Regions from separate parts of the Zea mays genome. Here all the other regions are linked to region 2. The links are chromatin contacts, called in public Hi-C maps. All regions are on one chromosome and are shown on one strand. The core of a region is the stretch at or near the end of the contact, and the rest is flanking DNA. Distances in the headings are between cores, read along the strand shown. Region 1 has its middle 35 kb from the start of LOC100272777. Region 2 has its middle 27 kb from the start of LOC100281497. Region 3 holds the start of LOC100193064.

Region 1 (2,700 bases), core at 50-2,549, 150 kb before region 2:
TAAAGTAGGATGAGACGGGGACGACACCGTCTGCTTGATTTTTTGGGACCACACCGCCACCAAAAATTGCTCCGATGTTCACCTCACCCATGCGTGACTTTCATCCAAACATCATGGAAAATGTGACCGTCTATTTCTATCATTTCTTATATCTACAACCAAACATAGTCTTAAGACTTATTTGGTTCAGTTTTTTTCTGATCAGCTTTTCTGATAATCTGTCTGTAGAGAGAATATGTATGTAGGAAAAATCTGAGCATCGCCTGAATTACATGTGAAGGAAGATAAAGTGATCCAAAGTGTTCAAAATCTAGAAAACGATGGATTCCTATTATCATGACGACTCGACCGATTCAGTGTTCATGTTAATTTTAGATGGTTTTTACTAAGACGATTCTTATAGAAACGAACTGAAAAACTGTGGTATTTGGTAGTTCGCAATAGTTTTTGTTTTTGATGTCAGAAGCTGAAAAAAGCCCAAACGCCTTTAGTTGGCTCGCCCGTCCCGAGCCAATCTGTGACCTGAAAAAGGAGAAAGGTTCTAGAATCTTAGCCACCACGAGAGAACAATGTGCTAATAAACAAACAATGGCAAACTGCTCAAGTTCACCTACCACGCCTGCGTTTACCGGCACGTACAACCTGCTGCTGAAGAAAAGCTGCGTCCCCGATTACCTACGTGGTGTTTGTTTCACCGGGTTGCTTAGGGATCACTTGCAAATTTCACTCTTTTTATACCAGCGAACGGGGATCCCTGCCGCCTGCCGGCTTCTTCTTAAAAAAAAGGATGATAAGGCCGGCCCTGAAGGGAAGGTGAGGTGTGGTGCTCGGCCATTTTCCTCCAAGCAACTAACCACTGACGCAATGGTTGCGCCTTCAGGCCACGCGGCCACAAGAGGGGAGACGAAAACGGTTTTTTTATAAGTTCCCTTAACAGAGAAGATACGGGAGCAAAAATCGCGAAGCTTTTGAGGACCTCTCTCGTCTAGTCTGATGAAGTCCGTCCTCCGTCCAGCTCTGGTCCAGAGCGTCGAGCGTGCCTTTGACGGGCTCCACAGCGTGCACTCCACTGCTTCGCCGGGAGAAACTATTCGCTCCGAACCAATTGGCCGCGCAAGTCAGATGGCGGATGCGTTGGTGATTGGCTCCAGCTTTTGCTTCCAGAAACACACACGCACGCTGCCACGCAGGTGCATTTTGACAAATTGTCTAGCCGGTGCACACGCGGTTATACCGTTTCAAACGTAGTATGCAAAATTGAAATTCAATGCACACGCGCTTGGCTTGGTGCTTGAACCGGAGCGCCAGCTCTGCAGTGCTAGTAGTACCGCGCCTGCGACCTACCAATGAGGCAAGCAAGTACGAGATCATTTTGGCATACTTTATATATATATAAAAAATCACAAAATCAAAGGTTAGAGAAAGAGATGTTAGGGTTCGGTGCTTTTGCAACTGTTGCTGCTTTGTCAGTAGAGTGTAAGTTTTGTACGGCTTTGTCCAGCCGGTATTTATTATCAAGCAGTAGCGGAGCATCGTAAAATTGATGCCCCGTTGTATGCTCACCCTTTATCATTTGGCTACTTGGAATGTCCCTTACTCATATACATCCATTTGATTATACTGATATATGATATGGGCAAAATTCCAGTGAGCACTACCGTGACAAAATTTCAGTTGCAAAATACCTTTTGAGCATTTCATTAACAAGATTACATTTGAACAGTCTATACAATCTAGGAATTAGAACTCTAATTTTATAGTATGACAATCTGCATGATTTCAACTATTATGATTTATAGAACATTTGATAGCATCAATATATTTTATGCAACGTTTGCTACTCCTGTATAATTCATACAACGGTTCCTTGTACCTGCACTTATAGAACAGTAGCCATCAACGATCACGAGCTGTCAAGGGGCGAACGATGTGGTGTGAATCCATGGAGGGCGTAGACCGCTGACCGCAGGGAGGTCACAGTTGTCGGATCCATGGAGTGGAGCATGGAGGTGGAGGCATAGACTGGAGGCCGTAGTGCGAAGGCGCCGCCACCGGTACCTCGGTCTAGGAGACAAGAAGGCCGAAGACGTGGACTGGAGCTAGGCAGGGCGTGAGGGATTGGGCCAATGGGGAAGCCAGGAGACCACGAGGCGCCAGAACGAATCAGGAGTGGAAGGGGATATTATGCCCGTGGACTAGATTATTTGGGCTAAAATTATCCTAGATATAAGAAGATTTCTAGGCTGCGTCCCGGGCCATGGCCTAGGTGACCCGGGGCCCAAATCCGCCCTTGTTATCAAGTGAGGGCCCATTTCATTTGTACGGGATTGGACCAAGATTTGTTCCAACTCATCCAAACTTATATAAACTATAGAAGCGATACTCTAGGAATCGTTCCGGGTCTTCAATCCGTGAAAGCCGAACAGGGCCTGCCAGTGGAGCAACTCATTACATTCCACAAACTAAACAAAGAAAAAGTGAGGAGTGAGAAGATAATGGACGAACTTATTGCTTAAACCAAACACCCTATAAGTCTCGTACAAGACTTTGACTAAAATCTTAACTCAAATTAAATAGGTGGCTTATGTGTGTACCTATTTTGAATTTGAGAGAAATGAAGGACACGTGATAGACACGCGTGCCGAGCCTAGCAGCTATTGGCGCTGATCCGGACGCCAATCACTACGTTGAGAACCGGCG
Region 2 (2,834 bases), core at 106-2,605:
GCTATTTTATCGGAGCATTTAGCGTGCCTTGCTGGAGGGAAAAAGGAGGCCGACGTCCGCTACATTTAAGATACCGGGTCCTTTACCGGACCTTGCTGGACACAGCCTTATGCTACCAACAGATTTTGGGGTCAGTACCAGTATCAGCCTTACCTTCATTCAGGGTTATGCATGTGCTTGGTTTGTGCGATGCACCACCATCTGCATGCTTGTTGTCACAGGGCAGATCTAAAAGGCGAAATAATTCCAGCAGATTTCTGCACAATCTGCTGATCAGAAGGCAGCACCTAGATCAGGTAGGCGCTGGTCGGCACCTGCGCCCCCCAATTGCCATTTGCCAAGGCCAACCATGGCGTGGTTCGCAGGCTGCTTGGAGTTGAGGGCCGCGGGCCGCCGAGGGCAACGGACGTGAAGCCGGCCCGCTGCCCCGCGCCTGCTTCGAGAGCTCCATCGCGCTCGCGCCGCGACGAACGCCTTGCCGAAACACGCTAAAGCGATATCAATCCACGGTTATAGCAAGAGATTGTTAGGGAGTGTTTTTTTTTGTTGTTGTTGTGTTAGCATTTTTTTGAGCGAAAAATGCACGGCGCAACCAAAGTGAAATGCGGTTTCCAGAGGGAAGAGTGGCGCTCACCACGAGACGACCGCGTAGGGGCAGGATGCTGCGACGGTGACGAGTTGATAGGGTTTGGAATTTGGGGGTTTGAAGTTCAAACACATCCTTCCAAGATTTTTGTAAATATAGAAAACAGTAGAGTGGGTTTCGGTAGTATGGATATGAAGTCGTGGTATTCTATAGAAAATAGAATAGAACTGAGACAGGAGAAAAATTGCATGTCTGAAAACGCTCACGCTATCATACACATTGAGCTTATATGAACACACCACCATGAACGTCGTGACTTCTCCGTCCTCCACCGTGGACTGAGTGTGATGGTCGCCGCCTCCTCGGAACTCGGAAGGAGTTGAAAATTGAAAAAAAATGTATATCTATTAGTCCTTTTATTTTTGACATTATTTTTAAACTGACTAATAATTAGACCACGTACTACGCTGCTATTATCAAACCGTCCTCCCGCTGGCGTGCCGGATGCCGACAGATAGCAGAAGCACGCGCCGCCAGCGAAGCGGAGAAGCGCGCATCCTTCCTCGCTGGCAGGACGGGCGGAGGCGGACGCACCCATCCAGTCAGTCAACCTAGCGACGCCACCTGTGGGGGCTGTCACGCGGCTCTCATCGTCAGTTCTGCACTGCACTTGTTGAAAACGTGTGCTTCGGGGGAAGGGAAGCACAGCAGTCGCGCTGGCAGGGACATGGTCGTGTGGTGCGGGCTCGGCGCACGTTGCGACGAGGAGGGGCCAGGGCCAGAGAGCCAGAGCCAGAGGAACTCGCGGCGGCGGGTTGGTTGGTGCGGTCTAGGTGAGAGTTGGTTGGCTGATACCCGTCTGCCTCCGTGCATATTCGCTGCCGTCTGCTCGGGAGACTCGCGTTTGCGTATACAACTCTACTATCACCTCACCTATCGGAAGTATGCAAGCCACTACTAGTACTCGCAGAGGCCAGATCGGTGACCTAGCTAGACTCTAGAGAAAAAAAAAGGGCCATTTTGTTTGAGGAAAAAAAATGTTAGACGCGACTAATGAGAAGAAGAAGAAAAAACTCGTTCTCAATGCCCGCACGTGCCCAGATCAGACCACTCCACGTATATTGGCCGGGGCGTGTGGCGCGAGTGCAACCACGGGTTGCTCTATCTGCTGTGTGGTAGTAGGCTGGTAGCCAGCCCCTGCGCCTGGCTACCTAGCGTTAGCATGGGCGCAGCGTGCACAGCCTATATAATAAATGCAAACCGTTCTCAAGTTGACATTTTTTTTGTAGTATCAAAATTTTTCCCCCCCTGACCGGTTTCATTTGATTTGCTGCCGCTCATAAATTCGCACCCTGCTTCGCTGAAAAATACACGCGTGCCGTCCGTCCGTCAGTCAGTCAGAGAACAGTCGTGGCCTCAGGAGCCAAAGCCGGCTTTGGTTTCTTCTACAAGCACAGAGCAGCTGATAGCCCCTGCTTCGTCTGGTTGCTTCGACAAATCCAGGGCCGGCCGAGGGAGGAAAAAAAGCAGCAGCAGCGGCAGCATCCGTTGGCTTTCACGATCACACGCGCGGCGCGCCTGGCCTGGCCGGACGCGTTTAATCGCTGGGCTCGTTCCTTCGCTTTCCTCCCATCCTCGCCCCGTCGCCCGTCCGTCCCTGCGACCCGTAACCACTCGCAAAATACGGCAAACGTGGACCGGTATCGCGCATCTGAACATGACATGCATGAGGCGCGCCGATCACAGCAGCAACGTCAGACAGAGCAAAACACGTCGTCGTCATCCATCTCGATCGGTCTCGTCTCGTCTCGCTGCTGCTGCTTACTCCAGTACGTCCACGCACACGTATATCAGCATCTCGCTGCTGCCGCGGGAGACGAGACGGTCGCCGCACAGGAACGCGCGTGAGGGTCGCGCCCGCCCGCCCGCCCGCTTTAGCTTCGTCGTAGTAGTAGTAATTGGGGCGGCACCGGTACCCGTTGCTTTTTCCGCGTGCCGTAACTGCGCGCTCGGTCGCCCCACCGATCCATCATCGTGTGTACAGTGTCAGGTCGTTGAGGAGCAAACGGATGACACCGCGTAACGTGACGTGACGTGATGTGCCATTCACTCAAGGTTGGGTGGTGGTTTTGTCGCCGGCAAGAAGAAGATCGTCGGAGTTATTCATCACCACAAGAAAGAAAAAAAAAGGTGTAACGAGAGAATTCCGAGGATGCAAAGTTCTGACAAACAAACCTTCTAGTCCGTG
Region 3 (2,700 bases), core at 78-2,577, 150 kb after region 2:
TCTATCTCTATTCATCTCAACTTGATTTTGGTTCTACTAACACTTATTATAAACCAAGTTTGTCTTGTTTAGAGTTAATTTTTGCAGGATCACCTATTCACCCCCATCTAGGTGCTCTCAGGTGCTCTCTATGGAGGCGCGGACGGTCCACGACACAAGGCCAGATGGTCCGTGACCTAGGCATAGGAGTGGCTCCTCCTCTGTGTTCATCCGGACGGGCCATGCCTAGGGCTTGGACGTTCTGCGATGGCGCATAGAGTCGTCTTCTTCGCAGCAGACCTAGATCTCGCCTCCAGGGAGGGACCCCGTCGAGGAGGAGAGATCCTAGGGTGTGTCTTGGCATCGACAGCCCACCCAAGACGCCTCTAGTCGACGTAGAGCCGAAGAGAGGTGAAGATTCGAGGTAGAAGAAGGCTAAACTAGGGCTAAACTAAAGCTACTCCTAATGCATAAGGTAAAAACGATAAGTAGAATTGATTGGATCGATTGTGGGGGTTCAATCGACTGTAACCCTTCATCTATGTATAAAGGGAGGAGGTCTAGACCTGTTATAAGTCGGTTCTCGAGTTAATCCCGCTAGAAATCCGGAACCCTAACTGATTTTACGCATGAGCAGACCGTCCGCCTACCCATCTTGGGGCTTAACACTATTGTGCCCTTTTCAGCCGTGGTTCCACGCCGCCATACTCGACTGCCATGGGAAGGCTCCGTCGCCGCCTCATGCTTTAGCCATGCAATACAAATGCAAGGCCCGAGCCCAAGCCGGAGCTTCGACCCTTGCCACCGCATCTGCTCCACACGTACTGACGCACACATATTCGCATGAACCCCCCTATCCACAGTCGTGCCCCGAGATAACATCATAACACCGACCCACCAATCGACAGCATGAGCCCCTCAAACTGGAATCTCGCATTACACGAAGATCGGTTTCGATGGAGAATTTATTTAGAATTATCATATTATATACAATAAAATTATAGATAAAACTTTTTTAATAAAAAATCATTTTATATTATTTAGATATTTAATTTTATGAATTTGTAAGTAGTTGATAACCATGTCAAAAGAATTTAAAACTAAAAATTATTTCCTTTTAAAAAATGTCGCTGCGTTATAAAAAAATGTTTATATAATACTCTATCATTTTTTATCATTGTTTAGTTGAAAAATAAACTAGTGGACGACAAATATTAGTTAATATTATTAGTCAAATACTACCTCTATGTTTTTTATTTGACCCTCACAAAACTCAAATAAAAAATCCAAGAGAGTACAGCCTAACAGCACCCACGAATTTACCCAAACGCCCCTGTGGTGCCGCTCGTTTTCTCTTCGCCTTTTCCTCCCCTACTTTTTCCTGCTACTGTTCACGCTCTACAGTACGGAGGCTCCTACGTGCAGGTAGCTCCCAGGACCAGATCCGAACCCTAACCCTAGCCAATTTGGTCGGTGATGGAAGAGCACGTGCCTCGAGGCGGCGGCGGCGGGAGGCCCCCGATCCCGGCGGCGGCGGCGAGGAAGCCGGCGCTCGCGCGGCACTCCTCTTTTGTAAGTCCGCTCTCCTGAATCTGGCTTCCTCCGCGATTAGCAAGATGACTTGCCTGATCTGCGCGAAAGTTGGCAGCTTTTGTGTCACGGGCGGCTTGATTAAAATGCTTAACCTGTGTTGTTTGGTGTGGCTGCTGCCGCCTCAGCTGCGTGCCGCGAGACGATTGTGCCAAGGCGCTAGGATTTGCACTGGTGTGATGGATGGGACGGGTTGTCCTGGGTTTGGGAGGTGAGAAAAGGAGGGGGAGGGAAAAGAGGGCGCTGAAGCTCCTGGTACATCCTTGTTTGTACTAGAGTACTGGTAGGAAGAGGGGCAAGACGCTTGGAGCCATGCGGTATATGTGGATGCACGCAATTGGTTCGGAGTCTGGAAAAGCAATTATAATTGATTGTGATCCGGGGGTGTTTTGAAAAGGCTGCTTTGGATTAAATGAAATGATAGGTCATATTATCGAATGGAAGTATGGAACAAAGTATGCTGGCAGGGAACATTCCAGAATGTTTGTGCGAAGCAAAAATTGGCTTGGTACCTGATGCTTCCCTAGTTTTCTTGTCGTGTATAATTTATTGCAGACACATGTACATGGTAATGGACATGAATACATAATGATGTAACTTTTCGTGACTTGGGGTTTTTGTTCTGGTAAAGATCATTGTTTTAGCATGCCTCGTGGTGAAAAGGTTGGGTGGTTCGAGTACATGGAAAGAGGGCATAATTGAACTGTTAATCCAGTACTTATATGTCATGAAAAGTCCCCCCACTCCCTGTTCTGGCCTCATGCTCCCCCACCCCACCCCACAAGAACATTATTCAAAGTTCTGTCATTTGTTTGCTACTCTGCTTTATATATTGGTTGATCAATAAATTTCTCCAGTCCTGCACAGTTGGAAAATGAAAACCCCTAAACTAGTTTTAAACTCCACCATCGAATGGTTTTATTTTTCAAAAAGCTCATGAAGCGGGAAGAAGCTATTGACATGCCAGAACCGTGACTAGGGGCTCATGTGGGGTTTCACTCTAGCCTACCCCAATTTACTTGGGACCGAAAGGCTTTGTTGTTGTTGTAAAGATCATAAAGCAAATTTTGGAAGCAGAAGCTGATAGGTTTTGGTTTTGATCTCATAGATCTACTAGGTGCCTGGTTTTTG

The links. Hi-C and Micro-C count contacts between places; a contact is called where the count stands out from the background.
Region 1: a Hi-C map of endosperm shows a contact between it and region 2, with 2.2 times the contacts expected there. The contact joins two enhancer-like sites. A contact is called at or near these places in 4 of 25 Hi-C or Micro-C datasets (endosperm, leaf and root tip).
Region 3: a contact with region 2 is called in a Hi-C map of ear, with 2.3 times the contacts expected there. The contact joins the promoter of LOC100193064 here to the enhancer-like site in region 2. A contact is called at or near these places in 3 of 25 Hi-C or Micro-C datasets (ear, leaf and tassel).

What each region holds. Positions count from the first base shown.
Region 1 is chr9:92,772,225-92,774,924 of Zm-B73-REFERENCE-NAM-5.0, reverse strand. No RefSeq gene overlaps it. Among protein-coding and RNA genes, the nearest start is that of LOC100272777, 35 kb to the left of the region's middle. Within about 2 kb of position 1,299, at least 13 of the 20 cell types and tissues checked have an H3K27ac peak or open chromatin away from gene starts, as enhancers often do. A contact at or near this core is called in endosperm, leaf and root tip, where this site is marked.
Region 2 is chr9:92,618,607-92,621,440 of Zm-B73-REFERENCE-NAM-5.0, reverse strand. No RefSeq gene overlaps it. Among protein-coding and RNA genes, the nearest start is that of LOC100281497, 27 kb to the right of the region's middle. Within about 2 kb of position 1,355, at least 20 of the 20 cell types and tissues checked have an H3K27ac peak or open chromatin away from gene starts, as enhancers often do. A contact at or near this core is called in ear, endosperm, leaf and 2 more, where this site is marked.
Region 3 is chr9:92,465,026-92,467,725 of Zm-B73-REFERENCE-NAM-5.0, reverse strand. It overlaps LOC100193064, which reads left to right and starts at 1,327. Exons shown (of 4, transcript NM_001138230.2): 1 at 1,327-1,551. The coding sequence starts at 1,456.